5 separate regions of the Mus musculus genome follow, and all the other regions are linked to region 1. The links are chromatin contacts, called in public capture Hi-C and promoter capture Hi-C maps. All regions are on one chromosome and are shown on one strand. Each heading gives the region's core, a stretch centred on a gene start, on an enhancer-like site or on the middle of the called end of the contact. The rest is flanking DNA. Distances are from core to core; before and after follow the strand shown. Region 1 holds the start of Tango6 (transport and golgi organization 6). Region 2 has its middle 13 kb from the start of Terf2. Region 3 overlaps Sntb2 (syntrophin, basic 2). Region 4 holds the start of Smpd3 (sphingomyelin phosphodiesterase 3, neutral). Region 5 holds the start of Cyb5b (cytochrome b5 type B).

The links. Promoter capture Hi-C pulls out the DNA fragments that hold promoters and counts their contacts. Capture Hi-C pulls out chosen DNA fragments and counts their contacts.
Region 2: a promoter capture Hi-C map of embryonic stem cells shows a contact between it and region 1, with 2.1 times the contacts expected there. The contact joins the enhancer-like site here to the promoter of Tango6 in region 1. A contact is called at or near these places in 9 of 39 promoter capture datasets (the 3T3-L1 cell line, 3T3-L1-derived adipocytes, the C10 cell line and 6 more), 5 of 484 Hi-C or Micro-C datasets (the G1E-ER4 cell line, the HL-1 cell line, the N1E-115 cell line and 2 more) and 3 of 115 datasets of contacts at active chromatin or transcription factors (astrocytes, embryonic stem cells and fibro-adipogenic progenitors).
Region 3: a contact with region 1 is called in a promoter capture Hi-C map of frontonasal cranial neural crest, with 5 times the contacts expected there. The contact joins the enhancer-like site here to the promoter of Tango6 in region 1. A contact is called at or near these places in 16 of 39 promoter capture datasets (3T3-L1-derived adipocytes, the C10 cell line, the HPC-7 cell line and 10 more), 1 of 15 datasets of contacts at CTCF or cohesin (large pre-B cells), 16 of 484 Hi-C or Micro-C datasets (the AML12 cell line, CD4 T cells, the CH12 cell line and 12 more), 7 of 115 datasets of contacts at active chromatin or transcription factors (T-cell acute lymphoblastic leukemia, a beta-TC-6 cell line, bone marrow-derived macrophages and 4 more) and 3 of 9 other capture datasets (adipose tissue, embryonic stem cells and macrophages).
Region 4: a contact with region 1 is called in a capture Hi-C map of macrophages, with 5 times the contacts expected there. The contact joins the promoter of Smpd3 here to the promoter of Tango6 in region 1. A contact is called at or near these places in 2 of 39 promoter capture datasets (embryonic stem cells and hippocampal neurons), 1 of 484 Hi-C or Micro-C datasets (CD4 T cells), 1 of 115 datasets of contacts at active chromatin or transcription factors (pancreatic cancer cells) and 1 of 9 other capture datasets (macrophages).
Region 5: a promoter capture Hi-C map of adipose tissue shows a contact between it and region 1. The contact joins the promoter of Cyb5b here to the promoter of Tango6 in region 1. A contact is called at or near these places in 2 of 39 promoter capture datasets (the 3T3-L1 cell line and HPC-7-derived erythroid cells), 2 of 484 Hi-C or Micro-C datasets (embryonic stem cells and natural killer cells), 1 of 115 datasets of contacts at active chromatin or transcription factors (bone marrow-derived macrophages) and 2 of 9 other capture datasets (adipose tissue and liver).

What each region holds. Positions count from the first base shown.
Region 1 is chr8:106,680,656-106,685,438 of GRCm38.p6, forward strand. It overlaps Tango6 (transport and golgi organization 6), which reads left to right and starts at 2,413. Exons shown (of 18, transcript NM_173037.1): 1 at 2,413-2,600. The coding sequence starts at 2,498.
Region 2 is chr8:107,107,108-107,111,859 of GRCm38.p6, forward strand. No RefSeq gene overlaps it. Among named protein-coding and RNA genes, the nearest start is that of Terf2, 13 kb to the left of the region's middle. Within about 2 kb of position 2,409, at least 25 of the 459 cell types and tissues checked have an H3K27ac peak or open chromatin away from gene starts, as enhancers often do. A contact at or near this core is called in the N1E-115 cell line and embryonic stem cells, where this site is marked.
Region 3 is chr8:106,976,151-106,980,877 of GRCm38.p6, forward strand. All of the region lies in intron 1 of Sntb2 (syntrophin, basic 2), which reads left to right. Among named protein-coding and RNA genes, the nearest start is that of Gm22085, 31 kb to the right of the region's middle. Within about 2 kb of position 3,006, at least 41 of the 459 cell types and tissues checked have an H3K27ac peak or open chromatin away from gene starts, as enhancers often do. A contact at or near this core is called in embryonic fibroblasts, where this site is marked.
Region 4 is chr8:106,335,529-106,340,185 of GRCm38.p6, forward strand. Smpd3 (sphingomyelin phosphodiesterase 3, neutral) reads right to left here and starts at 2,437. Exons shown (of 9, transcript NM_021491.4): 1 at 2,284-2,437. It overlaps 4930506A18Rik (RIKEN cDNA 4930506A18 gene), which reads left to right. Exons shown (of 3, transcript NR_126091.1): 3 at 1-226.
Region 5 is chr8:107,148,166-107,152,580 of GRCm38.p6, forward strand. It overlaps Cyb5b (cytochrome b5 type B), which reads left to right and starts at 2,496. Exons shown (of 5, transcript NM_025558.5): 1 at 2,496-2,708. The coding sequence starts at 2,547.

The DNA.
Region 1 (4,783 bases), core at 1,163-3,662:
GCCCCTTCCCCTTGCCCTATTTAAAACTGAGAATACTCCCTCTTGATTCAGTTTTGTTTTACTCTTTTTGAGATCCTTTATGGGGCTCCTGTGCCCATCACTGTCTTAAATGATGTGTTTAAACCTATGTTGTTATAATAATGATCTATATGTTAAGTTAAAAGGCTTACAGATGGTGCAGAAAGAAGTCTGGTCACAACTGGCTACAGTGAACGAGCTGGGTACCCCAAGGACATCTTACCAGTTCCAGCCAGAGATCTGATCTACATACACCTGCGTCATGCTGAGACCCTCAAGCCTCACTAGAAGGGTCCCTGCCTAGTTCTGTTTACTAATCTGCCTTATTCTGTTTTTGTTCCCATGTTAAAGATAGAGTAAATGCAGTATTCTCCACATAGAGATATAGACTTCTGAAATTCTAAGATTAGAATTACTAACAAGAAGAAGTGGGGAATGAAGAATAAAAAATTACTGGCCTCTTGTGAGAACATGAACTTTTTACCTCGGAGCCCACCCCCTCCCATCTAGAGGTTGTTCTCGGAACACTCCTAAACTTTTCACCCCAAAACTCCTCACCCTAAAGTTCGAACCCTCCCAACTAAAAACTGTTCCAAGAACATTTTTGAGATAAAGGCCTCCTGGAACAACCTCAAAATGAACCAGGTACTCCTTAGTTACGTAGGTTCCTTGATAGGACATGACTCCTTAGTTACGTAGATTCCTTTGGCAGAACTCCCTAGTGATGTAAACTTGTACTTTCCCTGCCCAGTTCTCCCCCTTTGAGTTTTACTATATAAGCCTGTGAAAAATTTTGGCTGACCGTCGATTCTCCTCTACACCACTAGGTGCCACTAGGTGTATGAGTTTCGACCCCAGAGCTCTGTGCTTTCATGTTGCTGCTTTATTTCGACCCCAGAGCTCTGGTCTGTGTGCTTTCATGTCGCTGCTTTATTAAATCTTGCCTTCTACATTTTATGTATGGTCTCAGTGTCTTCTTGGGTACGCGGCTGTCCCGGGACTTGAGTGGTCTGAGTGAGGGTCTCCCCTCGAGGGTCTTTCACCATCACCCAACAAAACCAAGATATTCCAATGGGGCTGTCTGTAGCTAACACATTCACAGATACAGGATATGTGTGTGTGCGTATTTATCTTTAGATTAAAGAATTATTTATTTTACAGTTATGAGTATTTTGCCTGTACGTGTGTCTGTGCCCCACATGAGTGGCTGGTCATCTTGGAAGCCAGAAGAGGGCATTGGATCCCCTAGAATTGGAGTTATACATGGCTGTGAGCCACCTTGTAGGCGATGGGAATTAAACCTGGGTCCTCTACAAGAACAACACCACGGATCCATCTCTCTATCCCAGTGTGTATTTACTTTTAAATGTCAGAAAAAGGAATCAGTAATACAAAGTTGAATATTTTTTGTTACTGTTACTTTTGGGGAGAAAGTTATGAACTTGTCTTGCCACGTCAGCTTCCCTGAACGCTGGTGTCATTGGTGTGAGCTTCTCTTTCAGGGTCTATGTACATCTGTGAACTTTATTTATTGTGTTTCTTTCAGTACTTGAAAATTTACATACTAAAATGTGTATTATTTTTACGAGAAACTATTTCTGTTCCCTCCCCCACCCCCTGGGTTGAAGTACTGAGGACCAAACTCATGGTTGTGTGCTAGAGTGTTATTACTGGATAACATTTCCAATCCTTCATAGCTTTTAGACGGTCTCACTAAGCTGCCTTCACTGGTTTTGAACACGTGATTCTCTATAGCTGAGATTTAGAAGCATGGGCCACCATGCAAGACTACTTGTGTTTTTTTTCTTTTTGTTTTTGAGTCAGGGTCTCTCAGAGTTCCTGGTTGGCCTTGAGCTTACTATGTATGTAGACCAGGCTGACCTTTGGTTCTAAGTACTAGACTTAAAGATACATGTCACCACATTGGTCTTTTATTTTACCTTTTCAATTATATTTTCTTTCTTTTTTTTTTTTTTTTAAAGATTTTATTTATTTATTATATGTAAGTACACTGTAGCTGTTTTCAGACACACCAGAAGAGGGCGTCAGATCTCGTTACGGATGGTTGTGAGCCACCATGTGGTTGCTGGGATTTGAACTCTGGACCTTTTGAAGAGTAGTCGGGTGCTCTTACCCACTGAGCCATCTCACCAGCCCCCTATATTTTCTTTTAAAAAATATTTTGTAAGTTATGCTTGTGCATGCGTGTGTATGCGCATGAGTTGCTGGACCTGAGTTTGCAGGCTGGTGTCTGATAGGGATGCTGGGAATTGAACTGGGGCGCTCTGGGAGAACACAAGAAACTGTATCTTGTTTTTTTTTTTTTTCCCGGAGAAGGGGCGTTCCAGACAGAGTAGGCCCCGCCCCAGGTCTTGGGCCCCGCCCTCCAGCAGAGGACACGCCTCCGCCACATTCAAAATGGCGGCCGCGCTGGCCCACTTGGGTGTTTGAGCACGTCGCAGGTCGCTCCACTCCAATCATGGCGGCCTCCGGACCGGCGGCGGCTGCGCCGAGTGGCGTTCTGGTGACATGTGGTCTGGAGCAGGTTCTGGAAGCGCTGAAGTTGCTGCTGAGCCCGGGAGGTGAGAGGACGAGTCTCGGCGCGGGGCTGGACCTGAGGCTCGCGGGGTCGCGGGTCACCCAGGCTCGCCCTGGCTGCTACCGCATGTTTCCCGCAGGCCCTCCCGGCATCTCCATCCCCACTCCCGGGAGCGCTTGGGCTCTGTGCAGTCTCACTTAAAACTTAAACTGAAGCTCCAGGAAAGGGCCTGCAGTCCGCTGACCGCTGATGCCGGCCGAGGTCCGTTGGGCGCCTCGCTGAGCAGCGGCTTCGGTCCACTGTTTGCTCCAGCACAGCCCTGACACAGGGACTGGAGACGCCTTCACACAGGTGTAATGTGATGTCCCAACCGCTTGAGGGCTCCGAGCCTGGTGTGCACGCTTGAGATTTGTACAAAATGCCAAGTGACCAGAGATGCCCAGCAGGGACGTTTTTTGGCTGAATTTGAGGAAGATTTTTAAGGGTTTCTGTTTTGGTATCAGAGGTGCACAGTCACCTTTAATCACTTGTTGAGTTAACTTCCCAGTTTAGTATTTGAAGAGACCTTGGGAATAGTGAGACCTTGCATTCTCACTGTTGAGTCCCAATTTGTGGTGGTTTGAACTGCCTCTGCCTCCCCAGTGCTGGGATTAAAGGCAAGCATGACCATTCACACCTCCTGCCCCTTTCTTTCTTTAGACAGGGTATCACTGTATAGTTAAGGTTTGTCCTGGAACTCACACCTCAAATCAGGTGGTTATATTAGAGGGATGTCCATGGACCTAGAACTCAGTTCTGCCTGATCTCCTTGTCAGACTAAGGCAGATTATTCAGAATAGAACTTCTGATGGCATCTGGAAACGTAGAAGGGTGTAAGAAAATAGGATCCTAATTATAAGCACAGCATGTCTGGGTGCGTGTAGAATTATCAAGGTAAAGGCAACGTGTGTGATTACAAGGTGAACACTCTCGGTCTTAAATGTCGACCCCCAAACTACAGCTGCAAACATTACAGAGTACTTAGTGGGACGTGAAAAGCAATTAGTAGTAGATGATTGCCTACTAAGCGCCAGTCCCTATAGTCCATTTACTTGTAGATCATTTAGTCCTCACAGCAGTCTCCTAAGTATTAATAGGCATTAATTTTTGCAGAGGAACATACATGTACATTGGAAATTGCCCAAAGTAAATCAAGTTCGTGACAAACCTCAGTTCCTTCACTAAAAGCTTGCAAAATATACTCTCTTGCCCCAATTAAGAGTCAACGGCAGGATACGTATTTTATTTATTTATGTTTGAATGCCTATTTCTGTGAGTGTATGTATGCTGTGTGCATGCAGTAGCCCACAGAGGCCAAAAGAGGGTGTCAGTTTATCTGGAACTGGAGTTACAGGCAGTTGTATCACATGGGTGCTAAGACCCAAACCCCAGTGCAGAAAGTGGTCTTGCCCAATGAACCATCCTTCCGGCTTCCACATTAAAAGGAAAAAGAAAAAAAGATTATTTTATTTTTTTAATAATATGTATGTGTGGGTATGTATGTGTGAGTGAAGTTATCCAGAGAAACCAGAAGTGTCAGATCTCCCTGGAGCTGGAGTTATGGGCAGTTGAGGCATCTGACATGGGTACTGGGAACTGAGCTTGTACCTTCTGTCTTTTAACTTACTAATGGAGAGATCCCTTGTTCAGCATTTGGCAGTCGTAGCTATTGGGTTGGTTTAGTTTTGATTTGTTTTTTCCCCCAGTTTTGAGATAGGGTCTCATGTACCCCACATAATGAAGGGTAATCTTGAATTTCTGTACCATATAATGAACTTAAATTTCTGATTCTTTTACCTCAGTCACCTGAATGCTGGGATTACAGGCCTGCAGTGTCACACTGGTTTATGTAGTACTGGGGCATCAAACCGAGGGCATCTTGCCTGCTGGGCAATTAGTCTACCAGCTGAACTACATCCACACCACTGTTTCCAAACACTCTTGTTTGGAAGGGGAAAAAAAATAGTATGCTAAAATTCTTCGTTTTTAAAGAAGGTTTATGCTATATTTATTTATGTGTATGCGTGTGGGTGCCCATGGAGACCAGAAGAGGGCACTAAATCCTTTGGAAATGGAGTTATATGAGGTTGTGAACCCTTTTATGTGGGCGCTGGGAACTAGATTCTGGTTCTGTGAGAGGGCGCTAAGTGCTCTCTGCTGCTGAGCCATCTCTCCAGCCCCCTAAAT
Region 2 (4,752 bases), core at 1,159-3,658, 430 kb after region 1:
TCGAGCCATGATGTCTGTGTACTTCAAAGAAGTTTCAGAAAGAAGCAGCCTGGGGTAGTAACACATACATAGAGGGCTGCTTTGAGTCCTTGACCAGCTAGGAACTGTAACAGGACGGTCTTAAATAAATAAATAAAGGAAGAAGGAAAAAGTTATGACTATATATAGTATCAACCTATTATATATAAAAAGTCTAAGTACATTCATAATATATACATATATTTACTATGGGAAAAGATTATGGAAGAATGTTTAAATTTTTTAAAGAAATGTTAAAAATGTTTCAGCATAATATTTTTATTGAGTATTTGGTAATTTCACACAACATTCCCTAGTACACTCACTTCCCAGTCCTTCCAGGCCTCCCCTGATACCTTTGTGCTTCCCCCACCCTCACCCCCTCCAAGAAAGTAGAAAAAAAAACCCTCAAGTTCAATTTGTGTTGCTCATATACTCACTGGAGCATGGTCAAACTCTGGCCATCCCCTTAAAGAAAATGGAGTCCTTCTCCACCCATCCCTTGCCAGAAGCCATCAGTCATGGAGAGCTGCACTTCAGGATCTTTATCACCATTTTTAAGTATTACTCTCTTCAATGGCTTCCTGTCTAGGCTGTTCCTTTTGGGGGGTAGTTAGAGGTAGGAGCTGTGTCAGAAGCTTCCTATGACTCTCTTTCTCCAAAGTGTGTCTGAAGTCATCGATACCACCGCAAAAGTAGTTTCCTTGCCCTTTTACAGTCAATGGAAGCACAAAGGAGGGACACCCATATGGCCTCCGGCATCAGCAGGTCTCCTTCAGGTGGCAATACAGACCACAACGCGACTCGGCTTTTGGTGGTAACATAGGCAGGCCGTGGACACCAGCACAGCCTTTGGCTGCAGTAGGACCACAGACGCCAACATGGTCTCTGGCGCCTGGTGGCTGCACAGACCACGGACATCAACGAGGCTTCTGCCAACAACCAGAACCACGGACCCTAACATGGCTCCTGTGATAGCGCAGACTATGAACATCCATCCCACCTGGCCTTCCATGGTAGCATGGTCCTCTGCTGGGTCACCTTACTCAAACTGTGTGGTGTGTCTCTGTACTTTCTTTCTTTTTAAATTTATTCATTATATGTAAGTACACTGTAGCTGTCCCCAGACACTCCAGAAGAGGGCGTCAGATCTCATTAAGGATGGTTGTGAGCCACCATGTAGTTGCTGCGGTGTGAACTCAGGACCTTCGGAAGAGCAGTCAGTGCTCTTAACCACTGAGCCATCTCTCCAGTATTTTCCATTGTTAATTCTGTACAGGCAAAGAATTAAACACTGGTTGTAATAAAGATCTGACTACCAAAGCTGGGTGGTGGTGGTACATGCCTTCAATCCCAGCACTCGGTAGGCAGAGGCAGGCGGATTTCTGAGTTTGAGGCCAGCCTGGTCTACAAAGTGAGTTCCAGGACAGCCAGGGCTATACAGAGAAACCCTGTCTCAAAAAAACATTTTTTTAAAAAAAAATCTGACCGCCAATAGCTGGAGCAGGAAGTGGAGGTCAGAACTTCCGGGCAGACAGAATGTCACAGGGGAAGAAAGCAGAAATGAGAGGTTTGGAAAGTGGACATGGAGGGAAAGGAACAGACACGACCTCAATGGAGCAGAGAAAGACATAGAGCTGGTCACGTGGCAGGTTGTACACTAGGTAGTTGGGTTAGGTTAGATGAGCTAGCTGGGAGACTGCCCTAGTAAAGGCCTGAGCTTTGAGCTATTAGAAGCCCCCGTGTCATTATTAATGCTGTTGGCTGGTAGAGAAAGTCCTTGTTATAGGCCTCGGACATTGGCATGGACTCCAGTGGCAGCCCAGACCACAAACATCAATATGAATGCCATCATGCTTCAACACTGCTTGGAGCAGCGACAGGGACCTCAGACATCAACATGGCGTCTAAGAACAGCACCGACCATGGAGACCCTTCAAGGAGGTCCAGTCCAGAAAATGAATCATTCGTCATCTCGGGCAAGGGTGATCGTGCAGCTGGGCAGTGTGCTCCCGGGCTGAGTCTGTGCAAGCTCCAGGCTGCTGCAAACCACCTTTCTGACCCTAGTAAACAATGACGTGTTCCGCTTCCGCAGTAGCTGGAAGCCCTCTCTCACGCCGGTTACCAACAGTGAGATCTAGTTCCATCTCTCTCCTTCTGGCCCGCACCAGTTCACTCCTCTGTCTTTCCCACCTCTCCATGACAGCATTGGGTCCTGCTGTTGCCCTGAATCAGGACGATGATCTTGCCGCTAGCCAGGGCATCCGGGACGGGTTTTGGATAAGCTCCGGGATGCTGCACATCTTCCTGCCGCCTGGTGTCTGCAGCCCTGAGGCTCAGCTGAACTGAACCTTTGTGCTTGTAGACTGCCGGTAGCTCCTCTGCTGCTAATGTGACCTCCATCTCCCAGCAGGGGAGGCAGCTCAGGCTAAAGCCCCAGGCCAGGTCCCCCAGGTCTAGCCAGTCCCTGCCAGAGTCAACCGGTCCCAGCTGTATCCTGTAATGAGCCTGTACCTCCTTCTTGTGCTCCTGAAGCTCATAGATGGAGTAGATGTTGGGGTGGACCGGCTCAAAACGCTGGATCTGGGCTGAGATGAAAGCCAAATTGGTCACCCCAGTGAAAAGTTAAATTAAAAAAAAAAAAAAATAAATAAAAATAAAAAAAAAAAAAAGGAGGTGGCACACGTCTTTAATCTCAGCACTCAGGAGGCAAAGACTGGCAGATTTCTGTAAATTTGATGCTAGGCTGGTCTACAGAGTGAGTTCCAGAATAGCCAAGGCTATATTAAAAATCAAAAAGCAAAACCATAAAAACAAAACCAAAAACTATTACAATGGGTGATGGAGAGATAGCTCAGCCTCGAAGAACACTGGCTCCTCCCTCTGTCCCTAGGACCCACATGATAACATGGTTACAGTTAGTAACTCCAGCTCTAGAGGGTCCAAAGGCCTCTGGGGCTCTGCATGCACATAGTGCAGTCACACATGTAGGAATATCACACACACACACACACACACACACACACACACACACACACACACACGTGCAAATAAGTTTTTTTAAAAGACTTATTTATTATTATGTCCAAGTACACTGTAGCTGTCCTCAGATGCACCAGAAGAGGGCGTCAGATCTCATAAAAGGTGGGTTGTGAGCCACCATGTGGTTTCTGGGATTTGAACTCAGGACCTTTGGAAGAGCAGTCAGTGCTCTTACCCATTGAGCCATCCCGCAAATAAATTTTTTTAAAGGCTGGAATTTTTTTATCTCATTTGTTAGGGTGCTTGCATAGTATTCGTGAGTACCAGGATTGCAGAAAACTGGACATGGTAGCACTCGGTTTAAATCTTTTATCTATTTTAAAATCCAAATTCAGTTTAACTATTAAGAGACAAAAATCTTACTACACAGCCTTTGTTTTGGGGCTCCGGGATTAGAATCCTGGACCTTGAACATGCTAAGCATAATCTCTACCAACAAGTCACATTTTCCCCACTCTAAATCTGGTTTTAAATTCAAACCTGCTTGGTAGCAGTAAGCTCGGATGACAAGGGATTTGATTAGTGTCCCCTGTTCTTGAAGTTCACATAAACAAAATCTCACATTGAGCACAGTCTTCGATCTGGCTTCTTTTGCACACTGTCTTTGAGATCAAACCACGTCACTCCTTTTTATAGCTGAGTATTGTGTTTCATTGTGTGGAAGCCCACAATTTACCCATCCATTCTCTTGTTGATAGACACTTGGATTCTTGCCCGCTTTGGACAATTAGGAAAAAGACTGCTGTGAAGATGCTAATTCGAGTTTGAAGGAAAGAAAATGCACACATCAAACTTTTAGATGTTAACTGTAGGCTGCTCAAGGAGAGGGATGCAGTCATTTTAGGTGGCAGTTTCTTTTCTTTCTTGGGGAAAAAAGAAAAGCAAGACCAGATTCATCTCCTCAACCCTTACACCAGCCTACACTTGTCTTTCTCCTTTAAGTCAGCCTAGTGGCAGTGTGATGGGAATACACTTGTGGACGTTGAAAGCACCTTCCATCTGGGTCTAGACCATTAAGACCAGCCAGTGCTCTTAATCAGGTTCGGTTCCCAGCACCCACCCCACATGGCAGCTCACAATCGGCTGTCACTCCAGCTCCAGGAGATCCGACACCCTCACACAGACAGACATACATGCAGGCAAAACACCATTCCTAAGACAAAAATAAATACATCACTTAATTACTTTTAACAAAAGAAAGAAAAAAGATTTCTATCAACCCCTCTGTGGTTTACCTCCAAAACTTAAAACATTTTTAAAAATTGTGTTTGTGGGTGTGTGCTTCCCTTGTAAGTAGAGCTGGCTGTGGAGGTCAGGAGAGGATGTTGGCTTTCCCTGGAGCTGTGGCGACAGCTTCCCAGTGAGTCCTCTGCAAGAGTAGTCTGTGCTCTTTAACTGTTGGGCGTCTTGCCAGGCCTTCTGAGTATTATATTTTATTCTTTTTTTTTTTTTTTTTTTTTTTTTTTTTGGTTTTTCGAGACAGGGTTTCTCTGTATAGCCCTGGCTGTCCTGGAGCTCACTTTGTAGACCAGGCTGGCCTCGAACTCAGAAATACGCCTGCCTCTGCCTCCCGAGTGCTGGGATTAAAGGCGTGCGCCACCACGCCCGGCTTTCTTTTTTTTAAAAATAAGTTTGTTGTGGCTTAGCAGGTAGTGACAGGAAGCTTACTAGAAGTTCAAGATCTCAGCCTGG
Region 3 (4,727 bases), core at 1,756-4,255, 300 kb after region 1:
TAAAAAAAAAAAAAGATTTGTAAGCCAAGCATCTTGCTCATGCCTATAATCCCAGCACTGGGGGGTGGGGGTGGGGGGGTGGGGGTGGGGGGTGGGGCAGAGAGATCTTCATAAACTCAGGGTTAGCCAGGCAACATCTTGTCTTAGAGAGGAAGAGATATTTGTGCTCGAGGTGAAAGAGGACCCTGTGAGGAAAGGAAGGGGGAGTGAGGGGAAAGGGTGGGTGAGGAGGGTACAGTGATGAAGGTCATTGAACTTGCTTTATAGTCAAAGATAAAGGGTAACTTGCCTGTATTAAAAACTGCTGTTAGTGCCTCATGTTCTAATATTGAAAAGTACTTCTACCTCTTGAGATCAAAAAGAAAAAGGTTACAAGGTGATTTTTCTGCTTTTAAGAAGAAAATAGAGTCTGGAGAGATGGCTCAGTGGTTAAGAGCACTGACTGTTCTTCCGAAGGTCTTGAGTCCAAATTCCAGCAACCATCCGTAATGAGATCTGACTCACAACAATCCGTAGTGAGATCTGAGGCCCTCTTCTGGGTACCTGAAGACAGCTGCAGTGTGCTCACGTATAAGAAACAAACCTTAAAAAAAGAAGAAAATTACATCCTACATTTGTTGAGATTTAGTGGGCAATTTATCATCTACTATGCAGTAAAGATTGCTTTTCTTATGTTTTGCTTTAATGAGACAGTCCTGGAGCTAGTGGCAGTCCTTCCACTTGAGTCTCCTTGCTGCTAGAATTACAGGTGTGCACCACTGCTCTTGTTGGCTGCCAAGATTGTTTTATATGATTAGTGCATTAGTCAGGGTTTCCTAAAGAAACAAAACTGATAGAATGAATATGTGTTACAAGAGATTTATCAGATGGGCTTCCGTGATATGGACTGGATAGTCCGACAATGGCTTGTCTGCATGCTTGGAGAGACTGAGAACCCCGGAGCCAATCAGTGCACAAGGCTGGTTCCTCAACAGTTCCAAGCTGGCACTGACAGCCTGGAGGGTTCCTGGAGAATGAATCACTGGTCTTCAGCCTAAGTGGAAGGTTGAACAAGGTGGGTTCCACGGTCAGCAGAGGATGGTAACACAGGCAGCAACAAGGTAGATCCAAGGGCTTGCAAGGGGCTCTTGCAAAGGCCAGTGGGTGAGGAGCACACAGCTTTCATACCTCCTCCTATCTGGGCATGGGAAGGATCTCTCAGCTATCCTTCCAGGGATAGCCCCACATACCCACTCAGAGACAAGTCTGTTACTTGATTCCATATCCAATCAAGGTGATACCACAATTAACTGTCACAGCACCACTTTAAGGGACCTGAACATGCTACTGAGAAGATAAAATGATAAAATCTCTGTAGGGGAACAATTTGCCCATGTTTATCCAGAGTCTTGAATATTTCTTCCTACAGAAGATGTTCTTTGTAGATCACTAAACCTAAGTACCCAATAACTAGGGAATACTCTAGTAAATTATGATGTACACACAGTGGAATTTGATATGATTCCTAAATAATACTTAAGAGATAGTATATCTAATATGGAAAATAATTGGGATTTTTTTATTTTATCTTTTCTTCCTTTCAGCATTTTAAATTTAATTGTCTCGGGTGAAAGGATGCGACCAACTGAGTGTAAATGGCTACATCAAAACTTCTAATGGAAGGGGAAAGGGGCTGGAGAGGTGGCTTTGTGGTTAAGATCTTTGGCTGCTCTTGCAGAGAGCCTGGGTTTCTCAGCATCCATCTCAGGTGACTCATAGCCACCTGTACCTCCAGTTCCTGGGATCTGATGGCCTCCTCTGGCCTCTGCAGGCACTGTATGCAAGTGGTGCATGGATGGAGCCACACATACAGAAATAAAAATAAAAAACTTAAGAAGCTGTATAAACGACATTCTTTCTCCTTCCCTCCTTCCCTCCTTCCTCCTCCTTTCCTTTTGGAGACAGGCATAACTTGCCATTTAGTCAAGTTGATGACCTTATTTTTTAAACATAATGAAGGAATTAAAATCAAAATAGGCAGAATTACATCTTTAAAATCAACGTATGTACAAGCACTACAATGTCTTGATAAAAATCCTTCTCCATATTGTTATCGATAAATGCACACACAACGATAGTGTTTGTTAATTAAACTTATTTATTTACTCTGTGTGTTTAGAGGCCAACTTGATGGACCCACTCTGTGGTTCTGTCAGTTGAGAACGGGGAAGGGTTAGACTGGCTCTTTGGAAGATGGGGGCCCTTTCCACTTTGCTTTCTCTTCTCACTTTTTTTTTTCTTTTTTTCTGGGTGGAACTAATTATGAGGAGAATGGTAAACTGAAGGCCAGTGGTTGGTCGTAAAGGTGTTTCTTTTCACATCATTTCCCAAGTTGGTTCTGTGGCAGCTGAGGAGGTCTTATAGGACACAAGTGTCAATTTATAGGTGTTAAACATAGATGGCTCGCTAGCTGGGTGTACAGGCAGCACCACCATAATCTCAGGTGAAATTTACACTTGGTTTTTAAAGCTAAGGTCTCGTGCAGCCCAGGCAGGCCTTGGTATCTATCTAAGAATGACCATAAACTTCTCATCCTCCTCTTTCTTTTACTGGAGTGCAGAGACTACAGGCATATACCACCATGCTGGGGTTGTGAGTTGCTGAATCTCAAACTGAGGACTCAGTGCATTGCTAGAGAGCAGTCTGCCAGCTGATCTGGCCTCAGCCCATATCCATTGCATTTGTAATACAGTGGCCCTTAGGTTGTGTGTCTGCTTTGCTTTTGTTTTTAGCATGTTTGTAGTAATCAGATTAGAGATGCTAATTCTGAATAGATCATTAAGGACTCTTCTAATCACTGTACTTTTCAAGAGTGCTCATTTAGAATGGCTTTGTTTCCCCCAGTTGGTAGACCAGTAGCTGGCATGGCGCCTTAAGTGTTGAAAAGCATGTCTCAGCCATTGGCATTGATTGAAAACCTTAGGAATTTCTGCCAAGTTCTCGTGATCTAATCCTCTCCTAAAAGCACAAAGCTCAAGTGTGTATTGAAATGCCTGAGTCAGCTGCTTAAGGGATACTGGCTACACTCCTGCTCATTCCTCCAGGATGAAAAATCTCCTTGGCGACCTAAGCCAGCAAGCTAGCTTTTACTCTCTCCACCCAGAAATGTATTTATAAAAAACATGAAGGAAAAATATGCACACATGCAAGCAGCTGTCCTATATGTAAACACTAATATTAGAATTATATTTCCTACTATTTTGCTTGATTTCAGCAGATATTGGTGTGGCATTTTTGTTGTTGTTGTTGTTTCATTTGTTTAAGACAGGATCTCACTGTGTAGCCTTGGCTGGCCTGGAATGCTATATAGATGTAGCTGGCCTTGAACTCATAGAGATCTACCTGCCTCTGCCTGTCAAGTGCTTAGATTAATTTAATAATGAAAGACCATGCCTTCATCTCTTCTATTGATTAGGGTTAATTTAAATTTTTTTCTCTAGATTTCTAAGTCAGGAAGGCAAAAGAGAGGCATGCACAGGCTATTCACTGTCCCTAGAGTGTGCACGTGTGCCTAGAGTATGCATGTGTTTAGAGCCACTCTTGTTTTTCCTGTCCTTTTCTTGTGTCTTCATTGTGTCGCAGAAGTGTTGGATGTTCATAAAAACCCATCGTTGGCTGGTGTGGTTGGGGAGAAGGTAGAGGAGAAGGTAGATAATGACTGACTGGCTGCTGTCAGCATTACTAAAGAATAAAGTAGTGTGCAGTAAGCATAATACACTACCATCCTGTGAAATCGGTGGGTAAACAGATAAATGTGTTGTTCTTACATTGCGCTTAGCATATCTACCACCTCTGCGAGATCACACAACAGTTGTCATTAGAGAAATCCAGTTCTTCTGGGTTTTGTTTTATGTGAATCTGTGTATCAATTTTACCTCTTTCAAAAACCTCAAACCTGAAGCTTTTCAAGCATGTACATGAGACAAGTGGAAAGTTCCACCCCTGACCAAATAGAGCAGTCCAAATGAGGACGCTCTTGCCTAAGTTGCCTTGGAGCATATGTGCACTGTTTATATGAAAATGAATTTCCTGTTCATCTTTCCATTTATCTCCATGTACATATGGATACTTCAAAATTTGTAAGGCTTCTGCTGGCAAGCAACTAGGTAAGGGATGATAAACCATATTACATATTCAAAAGAGATTTTAATTGGAATAGATTATTTTGAAAGCACAGGGGATCAGTTGAGTTGGCTTTGTGCTTGTATATACTTATTATATTATTTTTTTTTTTAAAGATTTATTTATTTATTATATGTAAGTACATTGTAGCTGTCTTCAGACACTCCAGAAGAGGGCGCCAGATCTCGTTACGGATGGTTGTGAGCCACCATGTGGTTGCTGGGATTTGAACTCTGGACCTTCGGAAGAGCAGTCGGGTGCTCTTACCCACTGAGCCATCTCACCAGCCCACTTATTATATTATTTTTACCACAGTAATAATGTTTATCCATCTCCCTCTGCCCCATCCAGGTGGAGCGCTCATTTAGGCCAGGGCCAAGCCTTGTATCAATTGAGCTGAAATACTTGCTTAGTATAGGGAAGAAAGAGATGCATGTTTTCTGACATTTGAGAGGTTCTCGTGTATAAGAGATTCAGGCTGTTAGGAGGTTTCAGTGGGAGGAAGCTTTAAGGTGTGTCTCCTTGGTGTGGGTCAAGCTCAAGGGTTTGATAGCATTTGAACTCTG
Region 4 (4,657 bases), core at 1,187-3,686, 350 kb before region 1:
TAATCTTGAAGCGACCTGAAAAAACTTTGTGGTAAAAGCGATGGTGGTAGGGAAACTTAGGTCAGTGGCTGGGACTAATAAGGCTGAGAGGGCTGCATTCATCTTCTAGGAATATTAAGACAGAGTCTCATTATATAGTTCAGGCTGACCTCTAACTCGTGGCAATCCTCCTGCCTCAACCTTTCAAGTGCGGGATTATAGGCTTGTGGCCACCATTACTGGCTTGTACCTGGTGTTTCTGAGTCTCCATTTGTGACCAATTACTGGTAATATCCCTGTAGCTCTACCAGCTCTGCTCATATACCCCTTCCAGCCTCTATTGACAGACTTCCCAAATCTTCCTTGGCAGCCAGTGGTTGTGATAAGGTAGGTTTTGGTCATTAGGGCAGCCCCCTACAGCATGATAAGGTGCTCCAGGGAATGAGGACTGATAAAGATTTCAGGGTCAGATTTGGGTGCCCAAAGGGCTAAAGAGGGTGTCACATTCTTGTGAAGTTTCACTGACTGGAATATAGCCAGTCCTTCAGGTTGGACCCGAGGCAGTTTAAAGCTGCCTTCATCCTGAAGTTGAACCTTAGGTCAGCAACTGTGACTTGAGAGTTAAAAGGATAACTGTCTTGCTACCTTCTACATCTAAGCTTGGTTCCTCTTCCTCCTCCTTCTTCCCACCCCTCCCCCAGCCATATGCATAGCCTCACCACAGCAAGGCACACGCGTGAATACTGGAGCATGGACAGACACATTCATCCAGTCACATTTTCACTCACGCTCTGCCCCACACACCACTATCAATAAAAATCACATCTAGCCACAAAACCAAATTTGTCCTAATATAGCTGATAGGGCATGAGGTTGAATGGGTTTAGTCAGCATGCTTCTTCAGATCCCCTCAACTGCAAGGTAGAGTCCCTGGTCATCCCTGTCCTCGTGGTCACAAGTCCTGCCTCTAGTAACCATCAATCCCATCGCATTCTTGGGGCAGGACTGGCAGTGGGGTTGGAAGGTGGGGACAGAGAAGAGTGTATGGCACAGGACCCAGCACAGCACAGCCACCTCCTCCCTCGGGATTTTCCATCCCGGCTCGCGCGGGCCCGCGAGGAGCGAGCGCGCTTTGTCTCTCTCGCTCTCTCTTCTCCTAGCACGTTTCCGTGGAAGCTACCCGTGCCGCGCCCGAAGCCCCCCTTCCTCAGCCGCGCCCCTCGCGCAGTCCAGCCCTGCACGCCTGCCAGTGCCGCCACCGCCGCTTTGTCCTCCCGTGGATGCCTGGGCAGAGCGCGAAAGCCGGGCACCTGAGAGCAACCCCTGCTCGCAGGGTACCAGATCTCGGCGTCCAGATCTGGAGCGCGCTCGGCATGCAGCGGAGCATCCCTCCAGGATCCGCGAACGCGGAGGAGCTGCGGGTTGCTGGAGAGGGAGACCACTGGGTCCTTTCCCTCAGGTGCCCATCTAGACTCTTAGCCGTGGTGCTGGAGCTCTAATTCCCGGGGTGTGGCGGAGCAAGAGAGATGATCTCCACTCTCTACTGCCTGGGACCTGGATCTAGGTGGAGAGGGCCTGGGAAATAAGATCCAGGTAGGGAGGGGTACCTCAGACTCTCACTTCTACCCACCTCCCACACCCAGGCTATTCAGACCTTAGGTGCGGCTCCATCACAGAAGACCCAAGCATCCATCAGTGCTTGGAGCAGGGTGGGGAGGAGTCCTGCAGCCCTTCACTTTCTCCATTCCCAAAAACAAATATCCCACAAAGAACCCAACTGTGAGCAAGTCATAAGGGGAGAGCCTGGATGTAAAGGAGGGCAAAGGGAAGGGTCTCCCTAACAACTCGAAACCTAGGAGAGTCTAAGAGGAGGGGAGGTGTCTCATCAGTCACATCCCAATCCCTGTTTGCAGCCTGTTTGCAGCCTCGAGCTGGGGTGTTGTAAGGAAGGGTCCCTCTATCTCCAAACCTCTCATCCCAGAACAGTCCCTCCATCCTCAACAACCCAAGCAGCCTTGACTTTAGGCGCAGGAAAAGGGAGACTCCAAGCCTTTTTCACGCTCTCCTACGAGAGACCAGAGAGGGTCTTCCAGCCCTTCATCCCTTACACTCAAGAAGCTCTTTCACCATACGACAAAACCCAGCCGAGGTTGCTCCGACCTCAGGCCCTGGGCCACGAAGAGGCCCGCAGTCAGTCCCTCCAGCTCCACGGACAGATGGTGTTAAGTGCGGCGAGGACACGTCCCATCAACTCCCCAGGCCCCCCTCTCCTCAATAAAACAAAAGCAAGTCCTTAGCACCCACCTCAGGTGGCGCACAGGAGGGCGCTCGGTGCGGGGCAGCGCACGCGGCGCCTCCCAGCTCCTCGCGACCGGGGCTTCCTAGAGACGGCTCTCGCGGCGGCGATGGTTACAGCGACCGCGGCTCTGGCATCCGGAGCCTCCCTCGGACTCAGCACCTGGAGCGGCGAACAGCTCCGCGCCTCATTCCGCTGACCCCGCCTCCCGCGAGCTGCTCTGGCCAATGGAGACGCAGGATCCGCCCAGGAGGTTGCCTATTGGGAGGTTCCGGTCCCTCCGTTGGGACCTCGCCCCCAGAGACCGCCCAAGTGTTTGCTCTGCCTGCTGGAACATGTAGTCTCTTAGGGCTGTGGAGTGGGCTCGTGCCGCGGGCTTGTAAACAAATGGACTACATTTCCCAGAGTGCATTGAGGAGCCCTAGGCGCGGAGGAGGGTGGGAGGACTGTTTCCATAGCAAACTCAGCCCCTTGGGGAATGGGGGATGGGGAAGTGGGGCAGGCCTTGGGACCCTTGCAAGACCACATGTGATCTGTGGTTAGCGTCTTGGAAGACGGATTCGGTTATCTTTTTCTCTCTGTTTCTACTTGAGGACCCTGGGCCTCAGTTTCCCTGTCTAGGAAGAAAGGTAACGAGACGGCCTCGCTGCAACACTCGGTGGAGCCAATCGAGAGCGAGACGCTTTGGTTCCTCCCCACCAGAGATAAAGGATACTGGAGGAGACCTTCACACCTCAATCTGAACTTTTATATTTTTTCCTTAATTCTGACACTGAAGGTTTGTTTGTTTTTTTTGTTTTGTTTTGTTTTTTTGTTTTTTTTTTTTTGTTTTTTTTCTTCTGGCCACATTCCTTGCGCCACTAGGACCTTTCCTTCTTGTCCCCACATTTTTGCAGTCTCTCCTTCAGTACTTTCTGGTAGAGTGAGCTGCTTCTGCCTAAAACCTTTCACAGGCTTCCTCGGGCCTCTGGGATCAAATCCACTTTTCACAGCAAAGCTGGAAAGTCCCTTGAGAATTGGACTCCACTCTCGTTTGCATCGTTCTGAACTTTGGAAACTGGCAAGCCTTGAGTACTGATTTTTCTCTCTTCCTCTGATCCCCTCCATCATGCCGTCCTCCAACTCCTCAACATCCTTTAAGCCCCAGTTTAAATGTTGCCTTGATGTGTGACGACTTCCTTGATGTTCTGCCGAGTGTTGCACATCTTCTGTGTCTGTCAGCCTCTACTTCCCCTATTTGATTTGCATGTTTACACACCCAGCTTCCTCATGAAACTAAACTTATAAAGCAGAGGCAAGTCCTGTATTATTCATATTTATAGTTCCGTGTCTACAACCTCTGACATACAGGAGGCACTCAACAAATGCTGAGATTTACCTATAGTTATTGAAAATGAACAGCGGTTTATCTGATTTCAGCATACACCTTCAAAAAATGTTTATTTTCTAAGGTGTTTCCCACTCCTAAAGATGTTCACTAGAAGGATGCTACTGGTTGAAAAAAAAAAGTTTAAATGCCATTCATACTTTTAGGATTGGTTGGGATTTTGTCTGAATGTCCCAGGGTCTTTCTACTACTGTGGTTCTAGAGAAATATATTTGTGCCTGCTATTCCTGTCAATTCCCCCACTAAATGTCACCAGTTCCTCTATTTTAGCTGTTGGCCCTACTTTCTATGTCTAAATGCCTGCCTCCCACTCCCTTTCTGGGAAGATCTTCTCTCACCTGTCAGTCATGAAATAAGATGCTGGCTGGCCTTTAAACCTTCTGCTCAGCATCATAGGACTCCACAGTGATTTCCTGCCTTGCTAGGTAGCATTTTTTCCTCCTGAATCCCCAGGAAAGATTCTGATACTGACTAGATGTCTCATTAATTCCATCCATAGTTTGTTTGTCATCGTCCTAGAAGTTTAGGGTGTATGAAAACACAACCATTCTGGAAAGAATGCCTTCATGTGCATAGTTGATTCACACTGGGAAAGGAAGTAACTGGAAAGACTACTATTCCAAACAGAGCCTGAAAGAAAGGAAGCCTGCTATCCCGGTACAGAACAAAGGCTAGGGCAGAGGATGAATAAAATGTTAGTTCTTCCCTAACAGGACCTCGAGTAAGCCTCGCAGAGGGGCTTTGATCTTGGCTAAATCATGGAGGAAGGCCACTGGGGCTGACTTAATAGACACAGCCTCATTACTAAGGATGAGTTACTCATTACTGCCAGGAGCACAGGGAAATGGGATGTGTTGAAGCTCAGTATCCAAGTCTGTGGATACAGTGAGAGCAAAGGCTGTTGGGAGAACAGAACTATGCCATACAGTGGACATCCACAGAAGCCTAGCGAAGAAACCCACCAAAAGCCGGAGGTGAAGCCCTTGGAGGTCAGT
Region 5 (4,415 bases), core at 1,246-3,745, 470 kb after region 1:
CAACAACAACACACACACACACACACACATTAGGGGCCAGAGAAATGGCTCAGCTTATAAAAATGCTAAAGCTTGATGCTTTGAGTTTGATCTTTGGATTTTACATGGTAGAAGGAGAGAACTGACCACTACAGGTTCTCCTCTGACCTCTATAGGGACCCCTCCCCACCCCCATAAGCAAGTCAATGTACTTTTTTTTTAATTAGGTATTTTCCTCATTTACATTTTCAATGCTATCCCAAAGGTCCCCCATACCCCCCCAATCCCCTACCCACCCACTCCCCCTTTTTGGCCCTGGCATTCCCATGTACTGGGGCATATAAAGTTTGCAAGTCCAATGGGCCTCTCTTTGCAGTGATGGCCGACTAGGCCATCTTTTGATACATATGCAGCTAAAGACAAGAGCTCCCGGGTACTGGTTAGTTCATATTGTTGTTCCACCTATAGGGTTGCAGTTCCCTTTAGCTCCTTGGGTACTTTCTCTAGCTCCTCCATTAGGGGCCGTAAATGTACTTTTTAAAGGTGGAGCTGATGCAGATTTTCCATAAGCCCTAAATTCAACCACGTATAACTTTCTGGATTTTTTTTTTGGAAATCTTACTGCCTCACAAATTTTATAATAGGGTCTGTGGGAGAATGGCGATACAAGAAGCAAGCTCTTTGCTCTGTGTTTCATTTTCACTGTTTTGTAGGGATATGCAGTTTACAAATCTGTGTGCTCACTCCTACATGCACAAGGAAGCTGGAGGAGTGGTCACGTGTCTTCATCTGTCATTCCTCTTCAGGTTCCCTGAAAGAAAGTCTCTCCCTGAACTTGGGGCTTGCTGTTTTCAGCTCTACCAGATGGCCAGCAAGCTCTCAGGAGCTGCCTTCCTCCACCACCACCCCAGAACTAGAATTACAGGCATAGGAAGGCCTGCCGGGCTTTTACTGCCGAGGGAGGGAATGGTTAAGTCGTCACTTTTGCTCAGCAAGTGCTCTGAGTCTCTACTGTGGTGCCTTTCCCCTGTGCTGGCTGGTTTTGTGTGTCAATTTGATGCAGGCTGGAGTTATCACAGAGAAAGGAGCTTCAGTTGGGGAAATGCCTCCATGAGATCCGGCTGTAAGGCATTTTCTCAATTAGTGATCAAGTGGAGAGGGCCCATTGTGGGTGGTGCCATCCCTGGGCTGGTAGTTGTGGTTCTATAAAAGTGCAGGCTGAGCAAGCCAGGGGAAGCAAGCCTATAAAGAACATCCCTCCATGGCCTCTGCATCAGCTCCTGCTTCCTAACCTGCTTGAGTTCCAGTCCTGACTTCCTTGGTGATGAACAGCAATGTGGAAGTGTAAGCTGAATAAACCCTTTCCTCCCCAACTTGCTTCATGGTCATGATGTTTGTGCATAGAATAGAAACCCTGACTAAGACAATGGCTTATAACCTGCAAGCATAATAAACCTTCTACTTCTCCAGCTGGTTTTGGTCAGTATTTATGAGAGCCATCAGAGCAAACTACAGTACATAGTTTGTGTAATTAGGAACTTAGGTTATGGAAAGTAGACATGGTGGTGTCCTTTTAAGCCAGCACATGGGAGGCAGAGGCCTCTGAGTTCCAGGACAACCAGGCTTACATACTGATACATTTCTAAACAAACAAACAAACAATAAAATATTAGTGAAAGAGGTTGCAAATAGTTTACAGAGTCATGAGTGCTAGGTTGTGAAGTAACACCGTGAAACATTTTAGGATGATCAGCCTCTTAGTTTTCACCGCAATTAAAGAGAAAGGCTCGCAACCTTGCACATTAACTTAGAATTCCAAATTACCTAGACTTTTAGCAAGGGTCATTTGAAGTAAATCCTATTTTAGGCCATTTAGAAACTAAAACAGTGTAGATGAGCCCTGATCACTGAAGAATTCAGTTAGAGATTGTTTTGTCAGTAGTGGAAGAAACTTAGGACATCTACCCTTGCCCCAACTGCTGTCCTAAGGCCTTGTACCTAAGAGCCATGGAGTCCAACGCCACTTGTGATTTACACAGTGGATTGCTGGGCTCACGCCTCTCTTAGCACACTCTCTTTAACACACATCCCAAACCTCTGGGCAAGGAAGGTAGAGGTCACCACACCCATTTTAATTGTTGAGCCTTTTGGAGCCTAAAGGGAACCAGTCTGGGGGACAGCAAAGCTTGTAACCCCGGGGGCTGCAATTCTGGATGGGAAGATCAAGGGAAAATGCGGGTCCGTTCATTCGGGGACCCAGGGTGGCAGGAAGGGAAAAGAGACGCTGGAAACCGGCTCTTTTCTTTTAGGGCCGGGCCTGCCCATGGGCCGAGCAGAGAGAATGCTCTCCTGTGGTGACACTTGTCACCCGGCCACGTTTAGGCGCTGGTCCAAAATCACGATATCTGATTGGCAAGGTTGGAGGGGCTGGTCGACGCCGATTGGCCAGTCGGACGTCGGACCAGGTTTACCCGGTTACGGAAGCCGAGGAGGACCCAGCGCGGGCCGGCAAGTCAAGGAAGTTAGCGGTGGAAGCCCAGATAGCGGCGGAGAGGGCTTCGGATCCCATGGCGACCCCGGAGGCCAGCGGCAGTGGCGAGAAGGTCGAGGGCTCCGAGCCCTCCGTCACCTACTACCGGCTGGAGGAGGTGGCGAAGCGAAACTCGGCGGAAGAGACGTGGATGGTGATCCACGGGCGAGTCTACGATATCACCCGCTTCCTCAGCGAGGTGCGGGCCGGGGAGGCGGGAGGCCTCCGCGCGCTGCCGGGGTGGGGGTGGGGAGAGGCCACGCGTGGCTGTCCGGCGCCCGGAAGGAACCGTGACCCTCGGAGGGGCTGCAGTCTCAGCCTCGACTGACAACGTGCGTTTCTCAATGCATGGAGCACTTGCAGGATGCTAGATCACACGCCAGGCCATCAACCCGTTTCCCATAAAGAGAAACTGAGGCTCACGGAGGCCGGGAGCTCTCAAGGGCACACACTTAACGACCTAATCGAGCCCAGTTCAGAACTGCTCCTTTCCAGGAAGTATGCCTTAGAAAGCAGTGCTTTGGGGGGCTTTTATTTTCTAGAGGAGAAGGCAGTTTTTTTAAAAAGTAAAAACAATTAAATTTTGTATGTGGGGGGGGTGGGGGTGGGGGTGGGGGCATCTGCATCTGCGTTTGGTGCCAGAGGTCAGAACCCCAGGAGCTGGATAAGAGGAGGTTGTGAGCCTCCTGATGTGGGTGTTGGGTACTGGATCTTCCGAGAAAACAGAACATGTGCACATGTGCTCTTATCCAGTGAGCTGAGATTCCTCCCACCCCTGTTCCTGGTTAGGCAGTAGAGTGTGTGGGGTGTGTGTGTGTGTGTGTGTGTGTCCGTGGAACTTTTATGTAGAGCAGGCTGGCTTCGAACTCAGGGATCCTTCTGCCTCTGCCTTCTGAACGCTGGGGTTAAATGTGTGGGCCACCAACACCTGGCTTTCAACCCTTTTGTTAGTGCTTCAAATCAAATCTTATTACTCAAGATCTCTTTGAGACTGTTGGGCCACAGATAATTTTCCTCTTTGTGACAGGGCGTTTTTCAGCTTATTACATAGTCTCTGTAGACCTTGAACTTCTAATCTTCCTGTATATGCCTTTCTAGGGATCAGATCGCTCATGCTTATTAGGCAAACACTGTCAACTATATTACACCTCTAGCTGGGGTTTGACAAGTGTATTTGACCATGTAGTCACTACAGTAAGGAAAAAGAACATTTCACCCCACTAAGATGTTACTCTCTTGTTCCTTTGCTGACTGTCAATCTTTTTTTTTTTTTTTTTCCAAGACAGGGTTTCTCTGTGTAGCCCTGGCTGTCCTGGAACTCACTCTGTAGACCAGGCTGGCCTCAAACTCAGAAATTTGCCTGCCTCTGCCTCCCAAGTGCTGGGATTAAAGGCGCCACCACTGCCCAGCCTAAAGATTCTTTTTTTTTTTTTAAAGATTTATGCATTTATTTATTATGTGTAAGTACACTGTAGCTGTTTTCAGACGCACCAGAAGAGAGCATCTGATGTGAGCTACCATGTGGTTGCTGGGATTTGAACTCAGAACCTTTGGAAGAACAGTCAGTGTTCTTAACCACTGAGCCATTTCTCCAGTTCTTGTTTTCTCTCTCTCTCTCTCTCTCTCTCTCTCTCTCTCTCTCTCTCTCTCTCTTTTTTTTTTTTTTTTTTTTTGGTTTATCGAGACAGGGTTTCTCTGTGTAGCCCTGGCTGTCCTGGAACTCACTCTGTAGACCAGGCTGGCCTCGAACTCAGAAATCCGCCTGCCTCTGCCTCCCGAGTGCTGGGATTAAAGGCGTGTGCCACCACGCCCGGCTTTTTCCTCCTTTTAAAACAATGTTTTTTTGGCTTGAACCCAGGGCCTTAGATGAGTACAGGGCAAACACTGAACCAAACCCCTTATGCCC